Regions from separate parts of the Hordeum vulgare genome. Here region 1 is linked to region 2. The links are chromatin contacts, called in public Hi-C maps. All regions are on one chromosome and are shown on one strand. Each heading gives the region's core, a stretch centred on a gene start, on an enhancer-like site or on the middle of the called end of the contact. The rest is flanking DNA. Distances are from core to core; before and after follow the strand shown.

Evidence for each region. Hi-C and Micro-C count contacts between places; a contact is called where the count stands out from the background.
Region 1: a contact with region 2 is called in a Hi-C map of seedling, with 3 times the contacts expected there. The contact joins two enhancer-like sites. A contact is called at or near these places in 1 of 6 Hi-C or Micro-C datasets (seedling) and 1 of 1 datasets of contacts at active chromatin or transcription factors (embryo).

What each region holds. Positions count from the first base shown.
Region 1 is chr4H:383,966,277-383,969,506 of MorexV3_pseudomolecules_assembly, forward strand. No RefSeq gene overlaps it. Among protein-coding and RNA genes, the nearest start is that of LOC123448676, 280 kb to the right of the region's middle. Within about 2 kb of position 1,630, at least 3 of the 3 cell types and tissues checked have open chromatin away from gene starts, as enhancers often do. A contact at or near this core is called in seedling, where this site is marked.
Region 2 is chr4H:383,810,857-383,813,997 of MorexV3_pseudomolecules_assembly, forward strand. No RefSeq gene overlaps it. Among protein-coding and RNA genes, the nearest start is that of LOC123448676, 440 kb to the right of the region's middle. Within about 2 kb of position 1,390, at least 3 of the 3 cell types and tissues checked have open chromatin away from gene starts, as enhancers often do. A contact at or near this core is called in seedling, where this site is marked.

The DNA of each region.
Region 1 (3,230 bases), core at 380-2,879, 160 kb after region 2:
CCCCTTACTGCTGGCGTTAGTTGCTTGCCGCTCCATGCTGTTGCCCCTTGCAGCTGGATGCTACTGCTGCATAATGTGATGCAGTTACTGGTGCTAATAGCTGTTGCAACTGCGTGCAGCTGCAGCCCATGGGTATCCATGGTCGCGTGTGTGTGTAGTGTATGAGCGTGAGTGTGTGTGTAGTGTATGTGCATTAGTACGTGTTGTGAGTGGCCGGTTGTGTTCTGCCCACTAATGGCCAGCCCTTGTTTAGATTAGTACTCCCTCCGTCCACGTGTGTTGGACATTTAAGGAGGAGCACTGCCATCTAGGCGCAAGAAAATTGAACTAGGTAAATAATTCGAACCATAAAGGAAGCCAATCACCATCGAAATCTCCTTTTACAAAACGCTACAATAAATCAAATAATAATAGATGGCATAGTTTGGCTAACTCATGAATTTAAATTTATAACATGCAACCAATCCCCATGCTAGAGTAATTAATTGAGATTAAGTTTAAGAAGAGGAGGACTGCATGCGTTGGTCCAACGTTTTAAAAAAAGGGTTAATTACAAAGATTAATGCGCCTATAATTACATAGGCGATTTATACTTTTGAAATTTCAGAATTCTCTTTGGTGCCCAACACACCTGGACAGAGGGAGTACTACGGTGGTGTTTTTTTCAAGGAAACTAGATTTTTTTTACTTCCAGGGACTAAAGAAAAAAGTTCCTCCAATAAAGACTTTTTCAAGTCCCTTAAAAAAAGTCCCTCATGTTTCTTTACCTAGGGACTAAAAGGGACTTTTTAGTCTAGTCCCTAGGTAAAGAAACACCACCTAAGTTTAGGTAACATTAATTAGTGCTAGATTAGTCTAGTAACTTATGACATGTGGGCCTGATTTAATTAGGTTGGTTCTTACTTATTTGCTTAGTTATAATCTATGTCATTGGACCTTTTGTTTATGGCGGTTGTTATGCGTCCACCGACGAATGTTTAGTAAACATACACCGCCTCGACGGCCGTCCGATGTACGCGCGTAGCCGTCCGATCTATGCTGCTCCGTTGCCTTCCAGCACCCAAATAATTCTTGAAACAATGGTTGAGTTACAGAAAGAATCACTTTTTTGCAAAAATAATTTTGGACCCATCAATTCCTGAAACAACGATGGAGTTCCAGAAAAAATCGCTTTGTTACCAAAAAAAAATTCCTTCGTCTTTCTGCAACATAGGTACTGTTGTGGAAGAAATTTTTGCAACAAAGGTCGAGTTATAGAAATAACCGCTTTGTTGAACAAACTCAGTTGCAGATCTGCTCGAGACAAAAACCGAGACGCGGTAGCCGCGCGGGAGCGGGCTCCCTAGCTGCTGTTCTTGCGGCCGCGCGAGAGAGCCGAGCTCGCAGCAACCCGAGGTTGCATTGCAGCGACAAAAGCTCAGCCTAGCCCGATCTGGGCATGGAGAGGAGCTGGGACAGAGGCAGAGCTGGGAGAGGGGCCTGGAGAGGAGGAGGATGCTCCCAGGGACTGCAAATCCATGTGCTCGGTGCGGGCGAAGCAAGATTTGGCGGTGCTCATTGGTCAGAGAGAGGAGGGAGTGGTCGCTGCAACCATGAGGAATTTGTGTGGATAAGGATACATTAGTTGCGGAGTGGATAAGGATACACTCGTGAGGAGGTAAGGCCGCGAGGGCCGCTTGCTGCATCGAGGTCGATCCAACGGTAGCGCGCCCTGCTGATGTTGTTTGCGGATCAGCCAACTGATGGAGAACGTTTTCCTTTGTTTATTTATAATTCTCATATAAAATAGGTGTATGTGACATGTGGGCCACCCCTCTGTTTGACCAGCCAAATTGATTGGGTCAACCTGATTTAAAACAAAAATAGAAAATTAAAAAATCTATAAAACTTCGAAAAAAATAGAAAATAAACCGTAACTCCGATGAAAATAATTTATATATATAAAACAATCAGAAAAATATAACGAATCTTAATATCATATCCACATACAAGTCCCACTCCTCTAACATAGTGAACATGGACATTTGGTATTAGGATCATTTGTCCGAAAAATATTTGGAGCCGGAAAAATATTGTCGGATATCCCCCCCTTCTTTTAAAATGCTTAGGGATGCATTAGAGCAAGTCACCCACACATCGTGTCGTGCCATTGCATTTATGTTGCATTTAATTGCTCTGTTATTTATTTGTTTTCCCTCCACTGCTTCTTTCTGGTAGACCTCGATGCTGCGATAGACCCCGAGACTCCTATTCACCCCGAGTACGACAACGTCGACAACGACCCGTCCTTTTTTGCAAAGCTTCCAGGCAAGCAAAATCCCCTTGATCATTCCTATATCGCCTATTCTTTCTCCCTCATGCTTGCATTATATTTTGCTACTCTTGTAGATAGATCCTATTCTGATGCATAGCCTATTTTTTATGAGCTTCTACTTTACAATAGTGCACTTTAAATGTTTAGTATAGGTGGAACAGTGATCCCCTTTGACCCCTTGGTCTAGTTGGGTCGCTTTACCACCAGGTCTTGATCTACTGATCGACGACCAAGACTCGTCACATCACTCACATCCCCTTAGTTGTACGATGCTGCAGAATACTAGTCAGTACCGAGGGTGACACCTCGTTACATACTCTGATGTTAGCGTTGTAGTATAGTTGACCGGAGGTGTCTCTTGGAGGGTGATTCCTCATTCACCACCTCCGATAACGACTCTGCCATACAAATCATCAAGCGTGGTCCATCGAGGATGATTCCTTCCTGGCCACCTTGATGGTTACATCGTTCGGAATCCATCAAGGGTGATGCCTCGGATCCCTCTCATGTTACAACCACATAGTTACTTGACCTTGCTACTGGGAATATGATGAGGTGTGTTGCGGGTGGATTCCCGCATGAATATGACGAGGCGGGGCCGGGCATTCTAGGCCCTTGCCACACATCCTCGAGACGGTGTGACGGGACCACATATAATGGATTGCTAATCGTCGCTGCAGTGTTAATTAAAATTCTAAAAGGTATTTGGTTATTTGATCTGAGTTGGTCGGGAGACCTTTTCACACTAACCTTCACATGGGAGAAGTTATGGGTACTCGACGTCGTGGTATCAGCCGAAGCTCTTCAGACGTCAGCAATGGAGCGGCGCGCGCCCGAGTGGTCCGGATAAGCATCGTTCTTGTATAAGAGGTGCCAGGAATGACATCGGCCTCCCATGCATCGTGCAGGAGCGCAA
Region 2 (3,141 bases), core at 140-2,639:
AATATATTACTGATTTATAAAAATGTTTGTTTATTCCGAAAAACTTCATGCATTTCAAAAAATGTTTGTGAATTTAAAATAAAATCCTCCAACATCAAAAATTATGTTCGTCTTTTCTTGAATTGGTGGCCAATTCAAAAGAAAATATTTAAACCCGTTCGAAATATAAAAAATATTCATGATTTTTAGTAAATGTTTGTAAATTGTAAAAAATGTTTTCGATTTTAAAATCGTTCCCATATTTGTAAAATTGTTGACGAAAGATCTAATGTATGTAGTTAAACATTAATGCTTCAAAGTCTTTGAGACAATATACCTGTGTGAATTTTAAAGAATTAACTGTTGGATGGATTGGATTATTAAATGTTGTACAAATATTTTTCTAAAATTGCAAACATTTTATTGTATATGCGAGTATTTTTTACAAAACTCCGAGCAGTTTTCGAAGTCACAAACATTTTAATTTTTGAAATGTGTTGATTTATAATTTTCAGTTTATTAAAATTTTAAAGATTATTTGAAGTTCTAAATTATATAAAATAAAAAAATAAAACAGAACTGGAAATAAATAAATAAATGGAAAAAAAGCAGCCGCTTGTGCATGGGCCGGCCATACGGTGTGTTGGATATTCTCCCAGCATGCAGAACGTAATATAGGACATTTTTACATAGACCGGCCCAGTCTAAGATTTTTTGCTTTATGAAACGTTTTCTATTACTTACCGGTGGCATGATGGTAATTTATGCAAACTTTAGGGATAATTTTCAAGACGGACAATCAGAAACCGTATTTGCTTTATTATTAGAGACATATATATATATATGTATATATATATATATATGAGAGGGGGACCGATTGGGTAGGGATGTTGCTCAGAGTCCGGCAATCCCACGGTGACTTACTAGTAATAAAAAAGCGAATACTATTTCTCGTCGTCCGTCGTCGTGGCTTTTTTGTGAAAAAGCTCCTAGGATTTCAAGTATTCAACGCGCTATCCCTACATAAGTGGATTTGAAAAAACGTTTCAACTTTGCAAAATAACCCCTGCGTATTTAGAATTCCGTCTGCGCTCCTTTCTTCGTTCTATCCAGGGCAAAGAAGGTGGAAGAGGGGCAACTTCGGCTGGGCGGCCGGACTCGCGATTGTTGTCCCACATCGCTCCTTTCAACTGATTCATATCAATTTATGTACAAATGAAGATTATCTGTAATATCAATCAGCCTCCTCAAAAAAAACAATAGGAGCAAATATGGATCTCGGGCGAGGGAATGAGGAGGGATCCAGCAGCAGCGCACCGGCGCTCTGGATCTGGTCTGGAACGGGGCGGCGGAGGGGTTGTCATGCAGTAGAGGACATGCCCGACGGTGGCGCTCCGGTAACCTGGGAGCAGAGAAGGCCAGACGAGGCAGCGACTTGCTGTCACTGGAGCAGGCGAGGCGTCGTCATGGCGCGTTATGAAGGTGACCAGCCGGAGGTGGAGCGCGAGAGGCGGCGGCGCTCCGGCAGCCTGGGAGCAAAGAAGGCCGGACGAGAGGCAGCGACTTCCTAGCGCCGGAGGAGGCGAGGCGTCGCCATGGCGCGGTATGACGGCGACCTGCCGGAGGTGGAGCGAGAGAGGCGGCGGCGCTCCGGCAGCCTGGGAGCAGAGAAGGCCGGAGGAGGTGAGGCGTCGCCATGGCGCGGTATGAAGGCGACCCGCCGGAGGTGGAGCGAGAGAGATTAGGCGGCGCGTTGGATGCGGGTCTGCAGATGGTGCATGGAGGGGGGATCCCGCAAGTGTGTGCAGCTTTGGGTGAGGAGTGGGCAGGGCCGTGGGGATCCCGTCGGTGGCAGGCAACAAGATAAGGCTATGAGGAATTATGAGTCCGCTGGAGAAGCACAATGAGGTGTGTCGCTTCTTCTAGACCATGTTGTCTCTTTTCTTTTTGTGTCCACAACCCATAAAAAGCTCCGAATCCATCAGGAGGATGTGTTAGTGTGCACACAATCTTTTTTTGCTAGACATTTATTTACCGTTCACTAGCCTTTGACAATCTGATTCATAATGTCATAACATTTTTTTCTTTGCTTCCTAAATTGTTTTCATAAAAAACATAACACTAGCCACACATGCACCGTCATTAATTAACTTACTCATGCTTATTTGAAACGATGTTTAGGGATACCTGAGTACATTTTTTTATTTAAACAAAAAATATAGTAAATAAAATTAAAAGGTAAACTACTTAAAACTAGCTTTCTACTTTCTTAAACAAAGGATTACAGAAGTTGTTATCTATACGACAATGACTTCACGGTTAACACACACAAAAGAAGAATGCATTCCTCGACGTCGGACAAAGTATACGATATTTTTAAAAGGTGCAATTAAAATCTTCACAGGCCGGTAAAAACCTCCATCTCGTGTACGTGTTAGTTGATCTTCATGGACGGGTAAAAACCTCCAAAACTATGCACAGTTGCCGGTTGGTACTACATATTCTTTTGAATGTCGAATTTGACTTTATTTGCGTCCCTCACAAACTCGTACTCATTGGCTACTAGGACACGAAAACAAAAAAGAAACAAACATCATGATATTTCTAGCCCGTTGCAATGCACGGGCATTTGTACTAGTATCAAAAAAATCACACGGAGTTTCAGGTTGAATCTAGAAGAGGTAAAAATAATGGTTTATAAAAATGGTTTGGCAATTTTTACAGACTATAAATTTAGACAAGTTAGAATTTAATACAACCTTGAATAAATCTAAAATCCAAGAAAAATAACTTCAACGTGAATAAATCTAAAAATCACACGGGGTTCTTGGCATGGTTTAGAATTTATCGAAAAATAATGGGTATTACGCTGAAATAGAAAATGCCACTACATAAAATAATTGAAAGAATTAAGGAGAATGGAGAAGTGGATGTTGGATTTGGAACTCGGGTACAACCAAGTTGGAAGTGAGCATGAGGTTTCGAAGGATCAACCATGGAAGAAGAACAAGAAGAATAGATAGAAAACACATGATGAAATAAAGTAACACAAGCACAACAACATATTAGGGAGATGATGCATGGTGCTATAATAAATAAATCAAACAACACATAGCATGCAAGCCGAAGTATAACATAAATAAAGGAGGTCTTTGTCTTGGG